2 separate regions of the Rattus norvegicus genome follow, and region 2 is linked to region 1. The links are chromatin contacts, called in public Hi-C maps. All regions are on one chromosome and are shown on one strand. Each heading gives the region's core, a stretch centred on a gene start, on an enhancer-like site or on the middle of the called end of the contact. The rest is flanking DNA. Distances are from core to core; before and after follow the strand shown. Region 1 has its middle 110 kb from the start of Sec61b. Region 2 holds the start of Nr4a3 (nuclear receptor subfamily 4, group A, member 3).

Region 1 (4,832 bases), core at 1,133-3,632:
ATTAGCTGTAGTCTCTTAATTTTATACAGAAAAGACTAAAGTTTAGGAAGGTGAGACACTTCCTGCATTGCACAGGGGCTCAAGTCAGGAAATAAAACCAGATCTGGCAGGTTCCAAAGACCAGAGAAAGTCCTGGGGAATTACTCATCATTTGCTGACACCTAGGGATGCTCGTCGAAATAAACCAATGAGGTCAAAGCAAGCCATTTGAGATTGTCCTGGCTGACAGAATGGTGCAGCCCAAAGGGGAAGGTGGGGGGAGGGCAGGACGTGGGAATCTGGAGACGATCTCTTCATCTTCATAACGTAAATGAGAAAGGCATCTAAATATCCCCTTTTCTGTATGAGGGAGATCTGAGAAAACCATGAGGTCTTACGTGTGTAGGTGGTCAACTCTTCCCATCTTCATGCCGAGCATTGCTAAGCACTAGGTGGGAATCCTGCTTTTGTATGCTTCATGACTAGCCTGAGGTGTGTCAGAAGCCTACAGAGCCTCTTCTGGACCTGGGGACAGCCTTTGGTTTCTCACACTGAACCACTCTGAGTTACTCCTTGTTCTTTCAGTACTCTTTTCTATCCTCCTTCTTTGCATGTGTGTGTGTGTATGTATGTGCATGTGTGTGTGTATGAGTGTGTGTGTGTGTGTGTGTGTGTAATGAGTGCCCATGTGTATGAGTACTTGCATGTGTGAGTATTTATGTATGTCCCCTTCACTGTTATTTATTTAATTAGAAATTTAACTTTTTTTCCATTTGTGTCTTAAGAGATGATGCACAACTTATTTCTTTACAAGGAAAATAATAATGCCTCCTAAACAATCAGAAGTCACAAAATTATAATGTAAAAATCTTTAATTTTGTATATGTGTCCAGGAAATGATGTAAGGTGCTTGATTTAGTAACGTTACCTCTTCTGTTCTTTGTTATCTTTATCCTAAATGAAGCCAAGTTTCTCTGCCACTATTACTGACTGAGACAGGAGCTCTTTTTTTTAAATTTTTAATTAAAAATATTAGATTTTATTTATTTACGTTTCAAACATTATCCCCTTTCCAGGTTTCCCCTCTGCAAACCCCTTATCCCATCCCCTCTTACCCTATTTCTATGAGAGTGCTCCCCCACCCACCTCCCCATCCCTCCCTCCCCACTCTGGCATTCCCCTACATGGGGGCATCGTGCCTTCACAGTACCAAGGGCCTCCCCTCCCATTGATGCCAGATAAGACCCCTTCAGCTCCTTCAGTCCTTTCCCTAACTCCTCCATTGGGGTCCCTGTGATCAGTCGAGCATCCGCGTCTGTATTGGTTATGATCTGGCAGAGCCTCTCAGGAGACAGCTGTATCAGGCTCTGAGACAGGAGTTCTTGCTGAACCTGGAGTTTGATGATTCTGGCTAGTCTAATTAGCCAGATTGCCCTGGGGATCTCTCTCTCTCTCTCTCTCTCTCTCTCTCTCTCTCTCTCTCTCTCTCTCTCTTCCTCCCCAAGGATTCTGGGGAGCTGTCCTCTGGTCCTCATACTTTCAGGGCAAGTGCTTACTTACTCCACTGTGTGGTCTCCCTAGCCATCTTGCCTTTTGTTGATGCAGCTGACATTACATCTCTCCTCTGCATTGTCTTCAGTTCCCCAAGTATCTTCTGTCATTGAGGGCCAGGAGTGCCCCTCACCACATGACCAGGGGAAGACCAGTGATCAGACAACAGTTCTCACTGTTTAAGTTCTCCTCTGTGCTGGGAAGAGAAGCTGTATACTGGGGGAGCCCAGTTTGGTGGCAGAGTCTGACACACAACCATTCCAGCATCTACCCTGGATGAGGCTACAGCAGAGTGGCTTTGTGGAGGATGTGCGACAGCTACAAAGGAAATGTCCTCTTGTAGGAACAGTTCCCAGATGAGTACCATTGTGCTGGAGTTGGATTTTGTTGTTGTTGTTGAATTTAGTTTGAGGAATGTTCATACAGATGGCATCTTTTGTACGTGTCTTTTTCCTGTTCTCCAAGGCCCCAGTGTCTGACTTTCTGCCTCCCCATGAGCTACACTGCCTACGTAGTCTCACTCAACATCTTGGACTCAAGCTCTTTGCTCTCAGGGGCTCTGGCTGTGGTTGGCTGTGGTTGGCTGCGGTGAACCCAGAACGAACAGCTCTGTCTACTTCTACTTCAGGCCAGTAAGGGACCTAATTCCCTCTGGGGCACACTACATGGTGTCAGGAGACTCCTGGAAGGATTCCCACCTCGAGATCAGCTTCGACAGAGCCGTCCAAGGCGGCTGGCACTCAGTCCCTCAGCCCAACTGTCTGCCAAGCCATTGCTTGGAGGGACAAGTCAGCTCAGGAGGTCTGCCAGGGAAAGAGTACCAGGTCAGGGACAGAGGGCAAGTGGTGGCAGCTGGAACCCATGTGACTGCTGGAGGCTATGTGTGTGTGTGTCACAGGGCAGAACTGGCCACTGCCTCCTGCCTTGGCTCCATGTGAAAAGCTGTCACACGACTTGACTTCTCTGCGGGAGTCTTTGTTGGGGGTCTGGAGAGGCGGATGGGAGAGAAGGGGAAGTGATTTTAGGATCCATGCTGGAAATAAAAAACATACTTGTGAATCACAAGCCGTTGCTCACAGGACAGCGCTGGCTTTGCCAGTGCAGAAATCAGGCTTTGGGCAGACAGACAAACCTGTCCCTGATTTTGTTATGATTAGAATTGGATGTCTAAGAAAGGCCAAGTAGGGGGCAAGGGATCATTGTCTACCTCTCCCAACATCAATGTGCATTAAAAAGCTGCCTCATGGGGCTGGGGATTTAGCTCAGTGGTAGAGCGCTTACCTAGGAAGCGCAAGGCCCTGGGTTCGGTCCCCAGCTCCGAAAAAAAAGAACCAAAAAAAAAAAAAAAGCTGCCTCAATCTTTCCTATAAGTGTTTTCATTTTGTTAATCCCACAGTAGCCCCATTTCCCAGAGAGAAAAACAAGGGTCAGAGCCTCTCTCCTCATTCCATATTCTCCCATTTGTAGTGCTTTCAGGGTTGTATTTTCTTTTCTAGTTTTAAATTCCCAACTAAGGGTCTCCATTGACTTCTCTGTATCTTCAAATTCCTTCTTGCTGACTGGCTGTAGGAGAGGATTCTGAAGTGGCCCCACCTCTTTTAACTAGAGGTCGCAGTTGGCTAGCACTGGAGATACTGAGCAGCCATTGGTTAGCAAGGCTGGAGCCTGAGTCAGGTGTGTTCTCACGGCTGTGAGGAGGGGCTTGGCATGCCCCTTAGCAAGGACAGGAAAGCCCTGAGGGCTCCCCCAGCAGCTCCACTTACCTCAGCCCCCTCAGAGCCAAGAGCTTTATTTAGCCGCTCCGAAATCCCACAGACAGGGACAGTCCTCCTGAGCTAGTGTCCTTGCTGTGGAAGAGGACAAAAGCTCGTGAGCTGGCTTAGCCCCGGGAAGACTGCCACCTGCCTCGTGCTTGCCCACTGTTTCATCTCAAGGGCTCGCACTTTTAAAATGTTTAAAAATAACATTTAGCATATTTAATCTCGTTATGTAAGCGGGATGTATTTGGTGTAGAATAATTGGGAAACTCAGCAAAGGATAAAGCAGCACATTTAATCTTTACCACTCTCCCACCTGTCAGAAATATAAGTCCTGCTTAAATGTTAGCGTAGCGTTTCTCGCCTGCTCTCGAGTCACCGGTGTGTATATAGCTCTAAAGAGTAAAAGCAAAATATGCTTCACCTAAAACTACAAAAAGGATTGCCATTGGACAGGGCGTGGATCAAAGAAATACAACTTTTAATATTGTACAACGCAGGGTATTTTATATGATAATCACCCCAGTGATGGGCAACTCATTTTCAGGCCCGAAGACTCCGTGTGTCCTTTGCCATCTCTTAAGATGTCACCATTCAACCCCCATTGCAGGGGAATAGGGGAGAGCAATAAGGGGGATGTATAGGGGGAATACCTGTATGGGGGAGGGGGAGGGGAGGGGGAGGGGGAGGGGAGGGAATGGGGCTTATGGACAGGAAACCAGGAAGGGGAATAACGTTTGAAATGTAAGTAAAGAAATATATCTAATAAAAAGTTTTTAAAAAATAGAAAAGAGTAATTGACCCAATCCAATGCTTTTTCGTGTTATAAACCATTAAACAAGTTGAGAATAAAATGGACCCAGGGCCTGCTATTGAACACTTACAAAAAATGTTCAGGTTTATTCAGGATTAATGATAAAGGATTGGGAGTTCTCCCTAGTAAACATCAAGACTGCTGTGAGGGTGCCTGCTCTTGCCACATCCATTCAGCAGTGGGCAGGCATGTTAGCTAGGGCGATTGGTCCAGAAGAAGAAGAAATAGAAGTCATCTAGCTGTAGAGAAAGGTAAAAATGTCTCTATTACAGGTGACATGATTGTCTGCATAGGAAATCCTAAGGAATTCTTCCACACAGGCTACATTTTTACTAGTAAATATATTAGCACGGTTACAGGATTCAAAAAAAAAAAGAAGATGTCACCACTCTCCCGACTTCCATCATTTCAGACTGCACTGGGCTTCGCTGAGTGCTGTACAGAGTCATAAAGCATAAACTTCTCTGTTGCCTGATGTGTAGCGCTTACTGCAGCCTGACCTCTTAAAGGCACTGGGCACTGCTGTCTTAATGTATGTTGAACAACTGAGTGAATGAGGACGTGTTTGAACGGGATGGGCTTTGCTTATTGTCTTAGGTGGTGGCCTCTTAACAGGTCCCTGTGTTTTCCAGTAACCACCTGATCGGCCACATGGAGAAGAGAGAGGAGGCAGGTGGCTAATACAATAGCCAATGCTGAGAATAACCGGTGACCTGGACTGTAGGGGCAGC
Region 2 (4,832 bases), core at 984-3,483, 480 kb after region 1:
GCCGCCGGCAGCTCCGCCCCCTCGCGAGTCAGGGCTGGCCCGGCAGTCTCCGTGGCGGGACCTGGCCCAGAGGCTTGCAGAGCCCGGGGCGAGCAGTTGGGGGGTACCGCGCTGGGCCATGAGAGCGCGCGCGCCATAGGCAGCGCGCCTCGCTCGCGCCCGCGCCTCCCTTCCAGCCCCCTACCCTCGGCCCCCAGTTGCCCAGCACCAGACCGGGTCGAGCCGAGTACAAGATGGCGACTCTGCAGTCCGCTCTCCGGGCCGAGTCGGGGCGCCCCTTGGTGCGGCGCGCGCGCGCGCCCGACGCCCCACTAAAAATAGCCGGGACCCGTCTATATTTGGTTCGCCGGATCCCGGCGCGGACGCGCGCGTCCCACCCCGCCCCGCCCCACGCCGTGCCGCGCTGAATGGAGACGGGAGGGGGTGACCGAGGGGAACCTACTCCGCTATCTGCCGCGCGCGCCGCCGCCTGGGCCCGGCCAACCGCCCAATTTAGTAACATCGCCTGCGTCAATCACGCGCCTCGCGTGCGTCAGCGCCGCGCGGCTCCAGGTCCTGCTCCCCCAACCCCCAGCCTTTGAATGGATTCAATGTAGGAGCGCCCTCCTTCTTTCTGGGCTAGGATGGGAACGCACCCGCAGCCAGGGGGCTCGGTTCCTCTGGGCTGGGACAACTTTCCGAGCGTCCTCTCACGGTCTTAAGCACACCAGCCTGCTAAAGTGAAAGTGGAGGCGTAGACTTAGAGAGGCACACTATGCACGTGTTGTTTTGTTTTCGAGTTTCTGGTCCCAGTTCGAACCTTCTTCGATTCTGGGGCATGTGCTATGACTAGGGGATCCTCTTCCCCCAACTTTGCCACCCACAGGCTCAAGTCAAAAAAAAAAAAAATGCCACTTGGGATTCTAGCAGACCACCAGAGACCGCGTCTGTCTGAGTTGTTTCATTCAAACATTTCCTTCGTAAAACAATCATTTCTGAGAGAGGTTACTTTCACTTAGTAGCCACCTTTGGAACTAAGAGTTCCAAACTCGAACATGTTTTGGTTTTGTTTGTCTGGTTTGCTTTGTTTTCAGCAAGAAAGTGACATCCTAAATTCATTTCCAGGAAGAAATCGCTGTCCCTTATACAGTCGCCCAGACTTTCTGCATACTTGGAAGACAAATGGGCCATAGGAAAGATCCCCTAGAGACCGCTTAATGAATCCTGTTGATTGATTTTGAAATATTTCATTTGAGAGATGGAAGGGGAGGCGTCTACGACCCTCAAAAAAAGTGAAAGTGCGAGTTCCAAGTGTGACCCGGTGCAGGGGAGGAGTAGAGGATCTGTTTAACAGTCAGACTCACTCAGCTGTTCAACACGTGTGGTGTGTTTGTTTTATATATAGTTTCTCGTGCAGCGCGCGCGTGGCTCGATGTGCATTTCTTTGGATTATAAAGTGTCCAGTAAAGAACACCACACCATAAGTGTAAAGAAATAAAATCTTGTCCCTGGAGCGGTCTGCATCCTAGGGCGAAACACCAACAGCAGACAGGAGGAAGAGGCAAATTAGCCTAGGCGCAAAGGGCCAGAGAGACGTAAACAGCCTTAGAACCACTGCATGAGGAAAGCACAGCTGCACCTCAGGGAGTCTTCGGGCTGGTGCCAGACTCCTTCAGCAGTGACTGCCAGGTCACTCGGAGAAGCTGGCTGGCGTAGCCTTCCCTTTCGGAAGAGCTGTCCTCTCTCTTACCCCCTCGACCTGGCTAGGTGCCTCGGGGCAGCCTCGGAGGCGAGCCAGCAGCACTCCTCCAACTCTACTCCACCCGGAGCCTGACAGCTGGGCGGTCCCGCCTGACCCGCGGGCGGGCTGCGGCACCCTCCGGTAGACCGGCGCCCTGGCAAGCAGCTCCGGTGCAGAGGGGTTGGCGGCGCGAATCTGAGAAGCCTCAGGGCTGTGGTCCGCAGCTCCCCGCGGTTTCCATTGTGCGTCCCTGAGAATGGCCGGGGAACGCGCGTGAGCGCGCGCGCGAACACACACACACACACACACACACACACACACACACACACACACACACACACACCCTCGCACACGCGGAACCGGCTGGGCCAGGGGAGGGAGGAGGAGGGTGACGTAGCGTCCCATGGCGTCACATTGACGTCTCGCATTCCAGGCACTCTATGGAGAGGCCGCTAGGGCTCCTGTGGCATAAATGACGTGCCGAGAGAGCGAGCGAACGCGCAGCCGGGAGAGCCGAGTCTCCTGCCTCCCGCCCCCCACCCCTCCAGCGCCTGCTCCTCCTCCGCTCCCCATACACAGACACGCTCACACCCGCTCCTTCACTTGCACACACAGACACACGCGCGCTCACACGCTCCGCACACACACTCCACTCTCTCCCGCGCGCTCACACCCCTCTCTCTCGGCGCCCTCGCCGGTGTCGCGCCGCGCCGCGCCGCGCCGCAGCCGGACGCCCCTCCAGGGCTCACTTTGCAACGCTGACAGAGCGGGCAGTGGCCGTGGAGGTGGGAAACGTGGCGACATCCTAGCCCCTGGTCGCAGCCGGAGACTGGACGCCTGCGGAACCTCTCGGCGGCGCTCTCCCATGAGTTGGGATCGCAGCATCCCCAGCCAGCCGCTGCTCACCGCCTCTGGGAGCCGCTGGGTTTGTGCACCGCAGCCCTTCCGGGACAGCAGCTGTGACTCTCCCCCAATCCAGATTTCGGGGTCGCTCTCTAGAAACTCGCTCTAAAGACGGAACCTCCACAGAACCCAAGTACGTACAATATGCCCAGTTAATATGGGGACTTGCTTAAAAGTTGGCGCGCTGGGAAGTGTCGCTCCTGAAATTGACAACTTTTAATGTGGGGCTCCCCCCCCCCGCCGCCTCCCCTCTCAGGCTTTGCTCCCCAGGCGAGCGGTGGGCTCCAATCTGAAACTTTTCCCCTGTAGCTGGCCCTCGGGGACTCTGGAGCTTGTGAGATTCTTCTCCCCACCCAAAGAGGCGAAAAGCCTCTAACAAAGAGGAGGACCTGGATTTGTGCTATAGCTGCTCCAGCGTTGTAATTCAGGGTATTTCGGCTCTAGTTGTCATGGTAATGATGCTCTCGGCGGCGGCGGCGGCGGCGGCGGCGGCGGCTGCGGCAGAGAGTTGGAGCCCCGGTGATGAACGGCAGTAATTTTCCTGCCTTTTAAGTGGGATTGAAAATAGGGACTCTGGTGGGTCCGAGTTAATGTGTCTAATGGTGAAATGAAGCTGGTTGTCTGGGAGAAAGCCTAGGAGGGACACTGCCTGGGCAGCAGCGGCCAGAGTTTGCAGAGGCGCTGGAGGAGCTCAGCAAAGAGGGTGTAATTGTAGGAATGCGGCTTATTGTATTGAAATGAGCCCGGGGCTCCACTAGGCACGTCTGCCAGGCGTCGCCGACTTGCTGGTTTACACTTTTCCCCACGGAGGTAATCGGGTGTAATTGCCGACTCTCGCGCCCCGACACGCGTGGGGACGGCGTCCCTCTTCTCCGGGCCTTGACTGGTGTGGGAAAGGCTTGTGTTACTACTTTTCAATGCGCTTTCGGAGAAGTTGCTCCGAGTGTTTTTATTCTTGGTAAGGAGGAAAGTTCTCGATGAAAAAGAGAGCTGAGAGGCAGAGCTCAGTCTGCGGAGACTGGCTTTCAAAGGCACTTTCTCGAACCTGTTGGAGGCTTCCGGCAGTCAGGAGGGAGCTCATGATCATTGGTCCCTTGATTTCCAAGAACGTTCTTGGAGGTGGCCTTTTGTTTATGTGCCCGGGTTCTCCCGAGGGAAGAGCCGCGGGGAGTGTGGTCATCAGTACTCTCGAGCTGCTTATCCTTGGGCCTTGGAGTGCTGGGAGAGAGGTTACAGGGTTCGGTTCAGCCATTCCTTCGCTATTCCAATTCCGGAGCTCCTTTCCCAACAATCGGGAAATGTTTCTCACAGAACCAAGTTAGAGAAAGAAAAGCTGCCCAACGCGCATACTGAATACAATGAATGAAATTACTTTATTGGAGTTGTTTTAACGCAGCAAGATACGCATTAACGTGAACGCCAAAGACTGCCCGGGCCACCACTCCCTCCACAGGCGCCCCCAGCCCCCCCCCCCCAATCCTGGACCCAGCGCTGGCTCACAGAAATTCTCCCCCGGGGTTTGTCTCAGCTCCCTCGGTCTTTCTGAGAATCTCTGTCTTTCCCTTTCTGCCGGTCTCTTCTCCACCTCTCTTGCCCCCGCCCAACCTCCGCCCCCGCTCCCCATTGGAAACTCCGCGGAGGAGCCCGGGTCACAATGGTGTGTTTCACGGTTTCCTCCACACACTTCACCACGGGGAGAGGAACACGGGGGTGTTCCCTTCGTCTGCCCCGGAGAAAGAAAGGGGCTTTGACAGAGGTAGTTATTTCTTCCTAATTTACAACCCCGAGGCTCTGTACTCCCGGCCCCAGCGGCCACGAGCCTGAGCGACAGAACGTGTTTCCAGGCGCAGAGGCTTTACCTAGGTAACCGGACCATCGGGGCGGGGGGCGGAGAGAGCGATGGGGCTCTGGGCTGGGCTGTACGATGGGCGGGGTGCCGACCTCTGAGAGGAACCCCTTTCCTGGGGAGGCGCGACCCCCGCCCACCAGAGTTCAGAGGCTGCCCCTGAAAGAAAGACTACTCTTGAAAGGCTCCGAGAGACAGTCGGGATAGGAAACCCAGTAGAATTGGGGGTGGGGTTGCTGGAAGACCCCCCCCTTGAAGATGCGAGAGGGGGAGGACGAGAAGCACATGCTACAGCTGTGGAAAGATCCACTCGTGCCAACGCTTCAGCGAGCGCAAGGTTTCCGTCGGAGTACCTCGGGTTGG

Evidence for each region. A called contact is a pair of places that touch in the nucleus more often than the background predicts.
Region 2: a contact with region 1 is called in a Hi-C map of psoas muscle, with 4 times the contacts expected there. The contact joins the promoter of Nr4a3 here to the enhancer-like site in region 1. A contact is called at or near these places in 2 of 12 Hi-C or Micro-C datasets (frontal cortex and psoas muscle).

The regions. Positions count from the first base shown.
Region 1 is chr5:66,679,654-66,684,485 of GRCr8, forward strand. No RefSeq gene overlaps it. Among named protein-coding and RNA genes, the nearest start is that of Sec61b, 110 kb to the left of the region's middle. Within about 2 kb of position 2,383, at least 10 of the 93 cell types and tissues checked have an H3K27ac peak or open chromatin away from gene starts, as enhancers often do.
Region 2 is chr5:67,154,965-67,159,796 of GRCr8, forward strand. It overlaps Nr4a3 (nuclear receptor subfamily 4, group A, member 3), which reads left to right and starts at 2,234. Exons shown (of 8, transcript NM_031628.2): 1 at 2,234-2,756. LOC134478966 (a long non-coding RNA gene) reads right to left here and starts at 2,182. Exons shown (of 2, transcript XR_010051797.1): 1 at 1-2,182.